Regions from separate parts of the Mus musculus genome. Here regions 2 and 3 are each linked to region 1. A link is a contact called in public HiChIP or PLAC-seq data. All regions are on one chromosome and are shown on one strand. Each heading gives the region's core, a stretch centred on a gene start, on an enhancer-like site or on the middle of the called end of the contact. The rest is flanking DNA. Distances are from core to core; before and after follow the strand shown.

The links. HiChIP or PLAC-seq counts read pairs in DNA pulled down with a chosen protein or histone mark.
Region 2: a contact with region 1 is called in an H3K4me3 HiChIP or PLAC-seq map of embryonic stem cells, with 19 read pairs. The contact joins two enhancer-like sites. A contact is called at or near these places in 2 of 115 datasets of contacts at active chromatin or transcription factors (the SCID.adh cell line and embryonic stem cells).
Region 3: a contact with region 1 is called in an H3K4me3 HiChIP or PLAC-seq map of bone marrow-derived macrophages, with 3 times the contacts expected there. The contact joins two enhancer-like sites. A contact is called at or near these places in 2 of 484 Hi-C or Micro-C datasets (erythroblasts and granulocyte-monocyte progenitors) and 2 of 115 datasets of contacts at active chromatin or transcription factors (bone marrow-derived dendritic cells and bone marrow-derived macrophages).

Annotation. Positions count from the first base shown.
Region 1 is chr5:148,507,331-148,512,240 of GRCm38.p6, reverse strand. Ubl3 (ubiquitin-like 3) reads left to right here. Exons shown (of 5, transcript NM_011908.2): 2 at 239-347; 3 at 2,886-2,972. Among named protein-coding and RNA genes, the nearest start is that of Ubl3, 43 kb to the left of the region's middle. Within about 2 kb of position 2,835, at least 116 of the 459 cell types and tissues checked have an H3K27ac peak or open chromatin away from gene starts, as enhancers often do. A contact at or near this core is called in bone marrow-derived dendritic cells, bone marrow-derived macrophages, embryonic stem cells and 2 more, where this site is marked.
Region 2 is chr5:148,300,897-148,305,806 of GRCm38.p6, reverse strand. It overlaps Mtus2 (microtubule associated tumor suppressor candidate 2), which reads right to left. Exons shown (of 15, transcript NM_001359503.1): 12 at 4,311-4,409; 13 at 2,205-2,324. Among named protein-coding and RNA genes, the nearest start is that of Slc7a1, 97 kb to the left of the region's middle. Within about 2 kb of position 2,151, at least 20 of the 459 cell types and tissues checked have an H3K27ac peak or open chromatin away from gene starts, as enhancers often do. A contact at or near this core is called in embryonic stem cells, where this site is marked.
Region 3 is chr5:148,650,366-148,655,275 of GRCm38.p6, reverse strand. No RefSeq gene overlaps it. Among named protein-coding and RNA genes, the nearest start is that of Gm36140, 19 kb to the right of the region's middle. Within about 2 kb of position 2,550, at least 53 of the 459 cell types and tissues checked have an H3K27ac peak or open chromatin away from gene starts, as enhancers often do. A contact at or near this core is called in bone marrow-derived dendritic cells, bone marrow-derived macrophages, erythroblasts and 1 more, where this site is marked.

The DNA.
Region 1 (4,910 bases), core at 1,586-4,085:
CAGCTGGAGTTTCTGGGAAAGGCAGTGGGTGGGGCCGGGCGGGGGCATTTCAGCTGGAGGCTGAATAAGAAAACAATATAAATACTCACTCTGCCTGATGACTTAGATAACAATTAAAATTTTAGCTGAAAACCCCAAATGGCACTGGCGGCAACTCAGAGTGTGGCGTAAGTGGAGTCTGTGCAGTCATACTGTTTTCAGGCTGAGATTTATTCAGAGTGTCCATGTCTACTTCCAGATTAATTTGCGCCTCATCTTGGTGAGTGGGAAGACGAAAGAGTTCCTCTTCTCCCCAAACGACTCTGCCTCTGACATCGCAAAGCACGTGTATGACAACTGGCCCATGGGTGAGTACCGGCTGCTTGACTCTTTGTCCCTGACTTGTTTCACACATTTTGAGAAAGTACAGAGGGCATGAGACCCGTGCTTGACTTGGGCTTGCTGTGTCACTGCCTAGATTTTGCCTTTCTCACCACAGAGCATCGAAGGAGCAGGAGATCCAGAGGCCATGTTTGCCTTAGTGCAGGTAGAGTGTACTCAGTGCACATCCACTCCCATGTCAGTGAACCCAGAAGGAAAGAGCCAACCTTCTCAGAGGCAGCAGGCGCTGTGGGCTCCTCTGTGCATAGCTGATTGGAAATGAAGCTTGAGACAGACTTGACCTGCAGTTAGTTCTTACTGCATGCATTCTGCGAAGAAGGGCCAGGAAGAGTAAAGTCTTCATGAGTTCTGTTTTTACTGCACCACTGTGAGCTCTCTGGGGGAGTGTATGCGGTAGCTCCTCCCTTCTCTGCTGCCTCCCTATCTAGTGAGATTCTTGAGGGAGTCCTGAGTTTTCCCTTTGAGCTTCCAGAGTGTGCCCCTAACAGTTTCCATGGCATGTGCCCCTGGGTAACACTGCTGTAGCCCATCTCTTTAACTTTTTCCAATGCAGAGGGTTGAAGCCAGGGCCTTGTGCATGCCAGGAAAGCTCTCCATTACGAAGCTGTGTCCCTAGCTCCAGTTTTTTATTTATTTTTTGACAATGTCTTACTAAATTACTTGGGCTGCTCTCAAATCAGGCAAATCAAATTAGGAGAATTCCTCTCTCAACCTGAGATTATAAGCATGTGCCACCATGCCAGATCTATATAATATGTTTAGCAAAAGCAATTTGAACTTTTTTTTTCTTTTTCCTGAGACAGGGTTTCTCTGTATAGCCCTGACTGTCCTGGAACTCACTTTGTAGACCAGGCTGGCCTCGAACTCAGAAATCCACCTGCCTCTGCCTCCCAAGTGCTGGGATTAAAGGCATGCGCCACCACCACCCGGCGCAATTTGAACTTTTAAAGTTACTTTAGTTCCTTAAAACAATCCAGGTAATGATAACGGGAGAGGCACCAATGGTACATACTGCAGGTGAAGAGGCTCCCGCCTGTTCTGGAAATTGATCACATCAGCTAGATGTTACTCGCTTTGAAAAGTCCTTCTTTAAGTCCCTCTTTCCTGAGTTTGCCAGATCTACTCAGCATATACTAGAGTGCATAAAAGGGCTCCTTTTATACAAAGTACTTAAATTAATATTCTAGGTCTAAACCACTATAATATCTTGCACTAAAAGCCAGTAAATGTATTTGTTGGATCTTGTAAGAAAAAAATAGTAAATTCTGGAGCAGTAGAAGAAAAGTCTTTGGGTGCCCTGCCCTGAGGAAGGAGCAGGCTGGCAGGTGGACTCCTTGGCTGTCTGGTCTGCTAATCACATCAGTGACACCAGAGTCCTCCTAAGCCGTGTTCTGTACATGTCCCTCTGGGGCCTAGAGAGGAGAAGGGCACATCTCATGAGGCCGTGAAAGATAATGGAAAGGCATGGCTTCACTATGCTTTATCAGGCCTTAAATCCCCCTTAGAGTCCTAACCTCTCTTCTATATGGATTAAAGTTACTGTCACTTGTGTTTATAGCAAAGGAATGTTTGGCCAGACATATTCTATAAATTATATAAATGATGGTTTTAAGGGCAGTGCATGCAAAGTAATTTTTGCTGAAGCAGAGTAGCTCCCCTGATCTTTATCTAGGAAAGAGTACAGTAAGACTCCCCGGGAAGGGACAGGCCTGGGGAGTTCCTCTCTCACTTGAGTTCCTGAGACCGGATAAATCAGGTGCATGCACATACATTGTTTTGAACACTCAACGAAACAGAACCAACCAAGGACAGGCTTTCTTCTCTTCTCTTCCATCACTCAGTCTTCTGGACTACTTTGTCTGTCGTCTCCTACTGAGAGTAGGAGCTACTAGAATGGTGAGCAGGAAGTCTTCAGATCACACTGAACCCAGAGCTTCCGTTGTTGCAGCAAGAAGCTGATGGGAGCTACCAAGGAAAGCGCCCTCTGTCCAAACAGCAGTCTCTGTTCTCAGACGGGGCTTCTGCAGGAGCTGCTGTGCTGCCCATACTCCAGCTGGTAGCCGTGTGCCTCAAATGCCATGAAATGTTTGCCAGTTGGCCTCTGAAAAACAGCACAGCAATGTAGCCCAGGCACCTAAGGAAGTCTTTGAGGAACTTGTTGCTACCCTTGAGCACACATTTGAACAGTACAAGCACTGGAACATTATAGTGTCCATTAATTACTGATAATGGAAATTGATTTTCAAATGGTAGATTCCCTTTACCAAGGCTAGACTTCTGGCTCGGTGTTTTCCTTAACTTCAGCCTGCAGCTTGGCACTCTCTGATCTCTTGAGGGACAAACAGTCTTCTGCAGCTCTTTGTTGCTACTTGAGGAAGGTGGAAGGAGCCAGGGCTGCAGTGCTTGGGTGGGGACTCTGGGCCACACCCTTCCTGGTAGCCTCTACAGAGTGTACAGAAGTGCTGTTGTGTGGGCCCGAGCCTAACCAGTTCTCCTTTTTTCAGACTGGGAAGAAGAGCAGGTCAGCAGCCCAAACATTCTTCGACTCATTTATCAAGGCAGATTTCTACATGGAAACGTCACCCTAGGAGGTAATTAATGTCCTTTGCCAGCATTATTCCTCTGTTTATTTTAAATGACAGTGGTTTCTAAAAAAAGGTGACTTGAGACCCTGAGGTCCCCAGCTCTGGGTGTGCTTCTCCCTGGAGACGGCTCCGCCTGCCAGGTTACAGATGGGTTCCCTGCGCTGCTGGGTGGTATGGTGGGTGTGCTACTTTTACATCAAAATCCATCCCACAGACTTGGCACGTTTATGACTGCAGGTTTTCATTTGTAAAAAGAGGGCTTTTTCAGTGGACTCAGTAAGTGCTCATTGTGTGGGGACCAAGTAAATACTGCTGTGGACACGCCATCGTGCTTCAGTCTGGTCGTCTAATGGTGAGGTCTGCAGTCTGTTCTTCCCTGGGTAGGTAGGTCGGTTACTGTGTAGTCACTGAGCAGTTCATGTGTCAGCACCAATAAACTTGAGTAGGCGGATTGAATGTGACCAGATCCTCCTTCAGGTTGCTCTGGGCTTGCATGGGACAACAGAGTCCACTATGGAAAGACTTGTGGGTTAGAGCTGGTGACCTCAGTGACCAGCAGTGTGGTCCTAGTGGGCTGCTGCAGAGCCTGGGCTCACATGGAGCTGGTTTGTTTCAGTGTTATGTTTGCTCTGAAAACTGCTGTAGTTTGTAGAAATACAAGAAATAATTGCCACTTAAAGGTAGAATTTGTTTGTAGTTTTGCCTAATTAGACCAACCCTCTGTCACTGTGAGGAGAGTTGACTGTTAGCCCCTGGCTGGTTTGTGCATATATTAATCATGGGGCCATTTTTTTTAATGGTTCAAACAAGATCTTGAATTAAAATTAATAAAGAAAAGAAGAAACCAAGCTAATAAGTGTTGGCTGGGTTTCCTCTCTTGACTCTGAGAGTGAGTCTGCTGCCCCTTGGAACACCGGTCTGTTGAGCAATTCCCACCAGCCCCTCGGTTTCAGTGTCAGGTTAAAGGTCACAGAATCTTTGTTAAGATCAAGATGCTTCATTCTCATTAAAATTTTAGAATAATCAGTAAAATGACTCATCTCTAGACAATTGTGTAGCTGCCAGTCTCTTTTGGAAGTAAATTAAAGGACTTCCAGCTCTCATGACTCAGACAGGTAGTGTGGGGGCCAGTGGCCCTTGCTTGGCCAGTGCTGCTGGATGCTAGGTTAGGCTACCCTGCTAACATTCCGCTGTCTGCCTTCTGGACTGCAGGTTTCCTTTTTGGTTAGGAGTGTTTCGGAGGCAGCATACAGCAATGGCAGCTGCCTTCCAGTATGTGCATGGTGGCTGTGGAAGAGCTATGGGCTCGCTCAGTAGCCTATCAAGTAGATTTACGGCCTGCAGCTACAAATAAAGGCAGACAGTGGGTTTTGTTTTGTTGTTTTGTTTTGTTGTTGTTGTTTGTTTTGTTTTTAATAGAATAAAAATATTTGACAACAATATTTTAATATTTCTATTTTATTACTACGAGGAACAAGGCCCAGGTATGGAGGACAGAGGGCAGCTTTGTAGTCAGTTCTTCTCCAGCTTTCCCTGGGGTTCAGGATCAAACTCAGGCATCAGGCTTCTTCCTGAGGTAGCCTTTGCCTGCTGAGTCATCTCACCAGCTTATAAAAGAATGGCCCAGCATGGAAACAAATGATGTCCTTGTGGAAGGCAATGTTCAAGCAGTGGCGGAGGGGAAGGTAGTGAGGTACAGGCTGTGGATAGCCTTCAACCACTGGGCAGACACAGTAGGCAGCCTGGGCCTATTCATCCTTTGCTCTTCTCCCCACCCACCTTAATACCTGGTCTCACTGTGGGTTGTGCCACTTGGCTTAACACCATTCAACTCCAACAATCCTCCTGCCTCAGCCTCTTGAGAAGTCAGGACTGCAGGCCCATTTATTCCACCTGCCATTATTGTTCGGTCAGTTTCAGGTTTAAAATTTTGGTCATTAGGTC
Region 2 (4,910 bases), core at 902-3,401, 210 kb after region 1:
GACCTTCTGCTTTAGCTTCCCAGCTGCCGCAGTGCCTGGGATGAGCACCCACACCTGGATTGTCCCATGAAAGGGGGGGGGGTGCATTGACTGTTCCTGTAGCTAGTTGTCTTAGTCAGGGTTTCTGTTCCTGCACAAACATCATGACCAAGAAGCAAGCTGGGGAGGAAAGGGTTTATTTGGCTCACATTTCCATACTGCTGTTGATCACCAAAGGATGCAGGACTGGAACTCAAGCAGGTCAGAAAGCAGGAGCTGATGCAGAGGCCATGGAGAGATGTTCCTTACTGGCTTGCTTCCCCTGGCTTGCTCAGCCTGCTCTCTTATAGAACCCAAGACTACCAGCCCAGAGATGGTCCCACCCACAAGGAGCCTTTCCCCCTTGATCACTAAGTAAGAAAATGCCTTACAGTTGGATCTCATGGAGGCATTTCCTCAACTGAAGCTCCTTTCTCTGTGATAACTCCAGCTGTGTCAAGTTGACACAAAACTAGCCAGTACACTAGTCTTTAAAGAAAACTGCAACTTGCTCATGAATAGAGCTTGGGAATCCTTGCCAAGGACTGGAGCAAGGCATACTACCTGGCCTTCATCTTTATTCCCAGGAAGTGGGAAATAATAGATCCCCAGGACAGAAAGTCATACAGACCTTCTGCAAAGCCAGAACATGGCTGAACATAGCCAAATCAGCCCAGGGGCTCGTGGGTGGTTCTTTGCAGACAGCCCAATCACCGAGAGGAAGATGGATGGCTGTTTCAAGGGTCACCCTAGCCAGGGCATATGACAAGATCGGTCTGTGTGGCCCCTGTGGTCCGTGATAAGTGCTGGGCTGTTGGGAGGAGCTATGTGGCTCCCATTGCCCAGGACGGTGGTAATAGACACACCTGTCTCTCCACTGCCTGGAACACACCTGTGCAACAAGAGATGCCTGCAGCAGAGAGCCACACGTGGACCAAGCTCCTGGTTTGTGCAAACCATTTGCAAAGGATGTTTCAGAGACAAATGGGGATGAGATGGGCAGTAACTCTTCAAAACTGGAGGTGAGATACAAGTCTGTAATCTCGGCACGCTGGTGGTGGAGGCAGTGGGACTATAAATTTCAGACCAGCATGGGCTATTTAGCAAGATCCTAGCTGGGTGTGTGTGTGTGGGGGGGGGAGACCTGTTCGTTGGAAGAGGGCTATAGAACACTGTACAAGACAAAATTTGGTGTGTGTATGTGTGTGTGTAGGAGAGAGGGGCATTAAGACATATCTCTGAGAAGTGTTAATGGTAGAAGAATACGATATTCTAATTTTCTTATTTTTGTTTATCTTTCCTACAATGTACACATTCTCTCTTCCTCTTTCATAGTAGCAAAAATCATTTAAAAAATAATATCAACAAATGGGGCTGGAAAGAAAGCTCAGCTATTAAAAACATTTACAGCTCTTGTGGACCTGAATTTGGTTCCCAGCACACACTGGTCAGGACGCTACAGGAGGACCTGGCACCCTCTTCTGGTTTCAGTGGATACTACACCTACATGCACACAGAATACATAGTTTTTAAAAGCCCTTATCTGGGCCTTGGGCCTCTAGGAGGGGACAAATATTGCTCTATTTCCTCAGGCTAGCTCCCAGGAACCTAGCTGATGACCGAGGGGCAAAGTCTTTGTTTTGAACTGGATGCTCCTGTCCCTCCAAAGCAACTGAACCCCTCTCCCCCAGGTGCAGTACCAGGACAGGACATGGGGCCTTTGGAGGTCATTGGCTCATGAAGGTGGACTCCCATTACTGAGATCTCTGATCCTTCTGTCACGTGAGGATTTGGGGGCACTCCTCCAGGGTTGCCTTGTGGGCTCAGCCACTCACAGACTGGGTACAACTGTCCCCCTTCCTAGGCTTCTCGTCCTGTGGCAGTACCATTGCCCAGGCTAGCTGTTGGAATGGAATGACAGAGCTTTGCTCAGGCCTGGTAAACAACAGCGATGGATCGTTCCTGCTGTCGTCTTAGTGGTGGAAGGACACAGAAATGATTGGAGAAGTAACCAAAAGAAGCCACCAGGACTCCTTTCAGAAGTCCTGGCCTTGTGAGAAGTCCAGGCTCAGCTACGATTGTCCGGTTCGCCTGTGAGCCACAGGCAGGGAGGGGCACCCCTCACCGAGCACTGTCACCAGCAAGAGCCACAGCATCCGCTCTCTGGAGCAAGCGGGCCAACTCACCAGCTTTTCCAGCTCGATGATCTTCTTCTCCTGCAGGTGGATCTGCTGGTTCTTCATCTCCAGCACCTGCTTCAGGCTCTGCATGTCTTCTTCCAGGTGCTGGTATGGAGCCAGCGCAATCTACAAGGGCAGAGAGTGTACGTTTCATACCAGGTTCCCGGCTCAGCACGCTGTATGAACCAGCCCAGTGTGATTGCCGTGCTTCCGCAATGTACAGCCATAGCACCTGTGCAGGAGCGGGTGCCAGCACCTCCGAGGGGGGATTCCTGGGATAACACAGGCTCTGACCCTCCTCCCACAGGACTGGATCCCCAGGGCGCTGGGGGGTCTCACGTGTCTCGCCCATGTCCTTAAGCTCATGCATAGGAAACAAGCCAAGCGCTTTACAAAGCAAAGTGGATGGAGGAAGTCTCTCAAGGCTCCGCCCCTAGATGAAGAACTATGGGTAATGAATGGCTACCAAGGGGCGGAGGATCGGTCATTCCCGGATTGGTTACCCAATTCCCTGTGGTCAGCCCTAGTAAACACATGCGCATATGAACAGCATTAGACAGACTCTGAAGGTCCTAACTGTCTGTCTGTCTGTCTGTCTGTCCTTTTGTCACAATAATGATCAAAGAAGAGGTCATGAAGCCGAGAGAGGGGCCATGGAGGAACTGGCAGGGAAGAGTGTGGGGTGGAAATAATGGTGCTCATGTAGAGAATCTAACGATAATAAATGTTAAAGAAGATTTAATATGCTCAATCTATCAAAGATACCATCCCCTAATTTTTTAAAAAAGAAACTATCTTTTTAATTTATTTTTATTTTTTTAATATACATTGGTATTTTGCCAGCAAGTATGTCTGTATGAGGGCGTCAGGTCCCCTGGCAAAGGAGTTACAGATGGTTGTGAGCTGCCACGTGGGCTCAGGGAATTGAATTTAGGTCCTCTGGAAGAGCACCCAGTGCTCTTAACCACTGAGCCATCTCTTCAGCCCCATCTGCCCGCCCCCTCCCTTTATCCCCTTAGAGACAGGGTTTCTCTGTGTAACTTTGGCTGCCCTGGTATTCACTTTGTAGACCAGGCTGGCCTCAAACTCAGAGATCTGCCTGCCTCGGCCTCCCAAATGCTGGCATTAAAGGTGTGAACCACCACATGCACAGCTTGTTCTGTTTTTTTAAAAAGCCGTTTATGAGAATGACATGTCAGAGCGGGGGCTGGTGGACGTGAACAAGTAAAACGGTGGGACATCAATTTTAATTTGAATTTCAGAGAGGCAACATTGAAAACCCAACCCAACCCAAGCTAGCTGCAGCAGCAGGCTTGTAACACTGAGAAAGAGGCAGGAGGGTGGGAAGTTCACAAGACTGTCTCAAAATGAGGAGGAGGAGGAGGAGGAGGAGGAGGAGGAGGGGAAGGAGGAGGGGGAGGAGGGGGAGGAGGGGGAGGAGGGGGAGGAGGGGGAGGAGAGGGAGGAAAATGAGGAGGAGGGGCAGGGGAGGGGAGGAGGAGGAGGGGAAGAGGAAGGAAGGGGGAGGAGGAAGGAGAGGAGGGGGGAGGAGGGTTAGGGCTTTGGCTGGGGGCTGGAGAACTAGCCTAGCGCACATGCAGCCCAAGGTTCAATCCACTCCCCCACAGGATAAAAAACAGTATAGTATTTCAATGGATGGTGCCCATCCTTAACTTAGTTCACCTCTCTCCAACACTGCGTTAGATGGTAGGAGGTTTTCCAGCTTTATTGGGGAAAAATTACCTTCTTATAAGTCACATCTTAGCTGGCCCTGTCCATTGCCAGCCTAGAGCACATCTGTGAAAGCAGGGTATGGACTGTCTCCAGCCGGAGAGGAGGTTACATCATTGGTACCTAAGGCCCCTGCCTAAGGAATAATGTGGGATTTGGCAAGAAATGGCAGGTGCTGGAGAGACCCAGGGTCTTGGGGAGCCTATGGTCTGTCTTGGGGAGAGGAGCTGTCAGGCACTGAACACACATCCCAGAGATGTTAGGGTCCCTCCCTGCAGCAGCAATGGCTCAGTGTGGAGGCCTCGTCCTTGGGCAAAACTACAGAGGAAGCCAGCTCATGTCCCCACACACTGGGTGGCCCGGGTGGGAGGCCATGATTACCTCTAGCTGCTCCTCCGTGGTTTTCCTTAGAGCTTCCTCAAAGCGCCGAGCTCTGTCACGCAGAGATTGGCTCTGAAAAGTTAGCGTGTCCACCTGGTCCTGCAAGTGACAACAAGAGATGTCCCTCCAGGGGCCACATGGAAAGATACAGTGGCAGCTGGGGGTGAGCAGCCTAGTTTTCATCAACCTGTCACGAGTTGGGAAGAGGGACGCTGTCAGATTGTCTGTGTGGTATTTTCTCCATTAATGATTAACGTTGGTATGATCAGCCCACTGTGGGCAGAACTATCCCTAGGCAGTTCTAGGGGTAGCTGAAGCCGGGCAGTGGTGGCGCACACCTTTAATCCCAGCACTTGGGAGGCAGAGGCAGGCAGATTTCTGAGTTCGAGGCCAGCCTGGTCTACAGAGTGAGTTCCAGGACAGCCAAGGCTATACAGAGAAACCCTGTCTCGAAAAAACAAAACAAAACAAAACAACAACAACAACAACAAAGGTAGCTGAGTTAGCTTGTACAGCAGTTCTCCTCTGCTCTCTGTATCAGTTCCTATCTTCAGGTTCCTGCTTTGGCCTCCCTCAATGATGGGCTGTAACCTGTCAATC
Region 3 (4,910 bases), core at 1,301-3,800, 140 kb before region 1:
TCCCGGACTCTGGCGAGATGCATTTATGGTGATTAAAGTACACATTTGGGAATCAGCTAGACGGGGTTGGAACCCCAGCCATGTTACATGCCAGTCACAAGCAAAACACTTAGTTTCCTATTTCAGGAGAATCTTTTGTTTGTTGTTTGTTTGTCTTTGCAATTCCAGGGCCTTGGGAATACTAGGAAAGTGCTCAACCGCTGAGCTACATTCCGAACTCTGAGGTCTCTTATTTTAACACAGCCATAGTGGTGTGTCATAAGTCTATTTGGGGAAATAAACTAATTGATGCCTGAGTCTGGCATACACTAAAAGACCATACTCCCTACCCTTATCTTGAGGGTATACTCCAGGACTCTAGGGGATTCCTGGAACTGCAGGGGGTACCAATGCCTATATTTACTGTCATGTTTAATTTTTTGTATAATGTTAAATTTACAAGTCAGGCACATTAAAGGGTTAATGACTATAATTAATATTAAGACGGGCAATTATAATAAACTCTCAGCAGTGTATCTCTTGCACTTGGGAGCGTTATTCAATAAAATGTAAGTGACTTGAAGCGAGCAGAGTGGTGCTGTTGGAGTTGCTATGGCAACAATGATGGTGACCTGGGATTGACAGGCGGGTAGCATACACACCACAGACCCGCTGCACAATGGAACAGCTCACATCCCGAGCAAGAGTGAGCAGCAGGTTGTGGGTTCATTGTGCTACTTAGCCTTTCCCAAACCATGAATTGCTCGTTTCTAGAACTTTCCTTTTATTATATTCATGCCACAGGTAATTTGTATGGCAGAAAGAAAACCTCTGGACAGGAGGAGAAATGACCATAGTAATATTATTTTTTAAAAAGAATTAACTACTATAGCTAAAGTACATTATATGCATGTATGAAGATGTCACAGGACATCTATTCTTTAAATTAATACTTATAAATTAAAGAATTAACTCTCACTATAAAATAGCTGATTTTAATTATATTTTAAAAGATTTATTCTTATTTCTGTGTGTGTGTGTGTGTGTGTGTGGTGTATGTGCACACCCCTTGTATACACATGCTTGAGGAGAGCAGAAGAGGGTATTGGATCCCTTAGAGCTGTAGTACAGGTGGTTATGAACCAACTGATATGGGTGTTGGGAACTGAACCCAGGTCCTCTGGAAGAGGAGCAAGTGCTCTTAACCACTGAGCCATCCCCTCTGGCCATCTCTCTAGCCCCTCAAATATATATTGTGTGTGTTTGAAATATATTTATATATAAACATATTTATATACAAAAATATATAAACATATATCTTTATATATTAGATATACATATATAAACTTATTTGTGTGTGTGTATATATATATATATATTTTTTTTTTTTTTTTGAGACAGGGACTTATTTTTTTTCCTTGGCTGCCCTCAAACTCACAAAGATCCACTTGCCTCTGCTTCCTCTGTGCTGGGATTGAAGGTGTTAGCCATCGTACCTGGTCTTCAAATATATTTTGGTAAGAAGCTGTGTCCTAATTCCTGAGTATATTTAACGAGTTACTACTATGTGCTTTACCCAGCATCCTCCACTCTCCTCTGGTCTTTCTTTGTAGCGCCCCAGTCACTAGGAAGCTGTACAGAGACCCCCACTTCTGGATCATAAGGACAACTTTCAGGCTGTCAGTGAAATCTGCAGACAAGTCCACAAGGTCATCTATGTTCACTCCCGCTCTGGACATCCTCTACCATGGAAAGGGTCTCTAAGAGAAAGATCAAGAAGGCTGGGGCTCCAGGGTTCCCTTTGAGAGCCTTGGCTACTTTGGGGAGAGATGCTGAGCTGCCCAGACAAACCTTGAGCTGCAGGACCACAGGACTGAAATGGCAAGAGAGAGGCAGAAGCAAACAGTGCAGGCATTCTGCTGCAAGGAGGCCGAGGCAGGAACCCAGGGCAGGAGGCCAAGGCCAGGGCTTTCTTCAGCTACTTAGTGAGAACCTGTTTGTAGCACATAGCAGGAGGAAGAGGGGCTGAGGCTCAGTGGCAGAGCGCCCTCCCCCCCAAAAAAATTCCGCCAAACAAGCAAACAATAAAAGGAGGCCTAAATACTCCACAGTCCAAATGGTTACCTCCCAGATGGGGAGCAGAGGTCAGGAGAAACAGCAGAAGGCAGCCATAGAGTCCTGAGGGCTCTGACGGTTGCTGAGGAGTTCATGAAGTCTGGGGGCTTGCAGAAAGTCCTGGAGGTGGGGTAGGGCTGTGGTGGCTGAGTAAATCCGGAAGAGGAACTGAGGAAAGAGAGATGCTTGAGAAAGGGGTCAGGGGGAGGGTCAACCCTGCAACACAGACAGAGTCAGGAGATGGAAACATGCAGAGGGAGGGAGGGAGGGAGGGAGGGAGGGAGGGGGGAGGGATAGAGGAAAGGGTAGGAACCATGGGAGGGAAGGAGGGACAGAAAGAAGGAGGAGGAGAATGGGAGGGAAGGAAGAAGGGAGGGACAGGGGTGGGAGAGACAGACAGACTGCTTCCTTCAGAAACGGATCTGGCCTCTTTAAGACTACAGACCACAGTGGCCACTGGAAGGAAAGGGGAACCTAGGTGCCAGGTTCCTCTCTTCACAGAAGCCTCTGTCTCTCCCTGGCACAGCAATAGGTGTGTGTCTCCTTAAAAACGCTTGAACCACACAGGACGGGTGAGCTCTCTACCACTGACCCTCAGAGACCAGGCCTTCTTTATCTGGACCTGGTCAGTGGGGCAGCAGGGACGGTCTAAGAGAGACCAAGCAACAGGGCACACCGTTCATTTGTGGGCCACGGAAAACAGCACCCGTAATTTACTCCCGACTCCTGGGCCGCCCTGCTGAAAACAGTCCCCAGGTCTTCTGTGTCCTTGATGGCCTTGTCTGTTAACTCCCCTTTACCCTTCCTGACACTGAATTTCCCAAAAGCCCTTCCTAACTTGCAGGGAGCGTTGCGTCTCCTGCAAAGAATTCTGGGATTGGGAAGAGTGGCCAGGTGGCCAGGAGTACTAGACAGGGTGATGCTTGCTCCTTTCCTGGTAAGCTCCGGAGGGTGCGGGTGGAGCTTCTCCTCCTCTCTTCAAAGCTAGATGTAAGGCCACTGGGTTGCTCCTTCCTGCTGTGGAGATGGAGGCACGCTGCAAGGGGAGGTATCCTGTGGCCCCCTCCCCACTCCAGAAGCTGCCTGCCTGTCGGCAGGAATGGTGGATGGACAGGCGTACTCTGTCTATTCATTTTGCTTTCTACATGGCCAGATGCATTTGGAGTCATTGATTTAAAAGCTGGGTTGGAATTCTGTTGGGGGAAGCCCAAGCCTCTTGAATACGGGAAGGAAATGAGGAATTCCTTCCCAGCTGTTCTCTGCATGGAAATTACCTGCCCCGGGGAAGAAGGCTTAGAAGGCTGGCTTGACAGGAGTGGGTTGTCCCTGAGTACTTGTGTCCTGGACTGCAAGCAATAGGACACTAGAGCTTTGGGGAAGTGAAGAAAGCCCTCTGCCCTCTGTAGCCCTGCTCAGAGCTCCTGGGCAAGCTTACAGACCACTGAGATATCCTCACTATTGTCCCTGGTCCTCTCAAGGGGGTGACCCATCCAGGGTACACCTTGAGTTTCTGCCATTTGGGAATATTATGGCCTGGCTCCTGAGACCATCTTACCTGCTCTGGTCCCCCAGGTATGGAGGTAGATGACTCCACTCTCGGTACAGCCCTCAGGTACAGTAGCTCTCCCTACTACACCCCTGCTCAGAGTTCAGAGAGCAGTGTGTGTGTGAGAGCACAAGCACACATGCACACACATATTAATTTGCACTCAGAAGGAGACGCGCATAGGGTGTAGGCTTCTGAGAATTGACCTTCACAGTGCTCTTTAGAATCCAGAAGGTAGGTGGCTGGCTGACTGTGAGACCTCCCCAACACTTCTCATGCAGACACCTTGTAAAAGCAGATGTGACACTAGATGTGAGAGTTTGCGCAGTGTTCATGCAACACATTCACAAAGCACTGAGCTCTTGAGTCAGCCGGAGGGCTTTGCGAAATTGAGCCACCCTTCATCTTCCTCTCCCAGGGATGCTAAGAAAACGAGTGCATGCGAGGGGAAAAATACTACTGCTTCCTTATCGGTTGCTGGGTACGGCCCCATGGCCCCTTCTCCCTCCGTGGTAGCCAGATCCACTGGGCACAGAGATGGACTGGAAGGAGGAAAGTTTAGCTAGATACACAGTAGTAGTATCTAGTGTAGTGCGGAATCTCAGTCTCTGGCAATGAACACGCCCAGGAACAGCTTAAGTGAACTGGTTCATTTATCGGGAGGGAGAACATGGTATTTATGCCCCTGGGGAGGTGGCCAGGGTCTCTGGAGCAAGGTTATGTGGCTGTGTACCACTGGCCAGGGAATAGGTGTTAGAAGATGCTTCATCTACATACTCAGGAGCTCTAGGGTCTTGGGAGGGGATGGGTGGGGGATGGGAGGGAGGGGGAACCTTGTACGGCCAAACAAGAAGTGAGGCCTGATAACCGTCAGCGTAATACATTCTTACTAGGGTTGATGGTGGGGGAGCCGGCCTTATGGTGCCAGATTAGGAGTAGGGAGGTAGCCAAGTCCTGCCACCCTCATGTTTGAGATACCCAGGGTTGAAGTTCCCTCGATGTGTCCTTCATAAACCTAGGCCACTATGGTCCCGCAGCTAGATGATGACTGAGGTTCTTCTGACAAAAGGCAGATTGACACAGGAAAGCAAACAAGGTGAGCCGTAAAGGACGTGGAAACCCTTAGAAATGAGGACCCGAGGAAACAGAGAAACTTGTGTCTTGGTACTTAGATTTGATGAAGAGTAGACTGTTATATGGAGGGACTCAGCAAGAGCTGTTTACATTCTCTGTATTCCTGTGCCTTCAGGGTGGGGGTAACCCCTTCCTC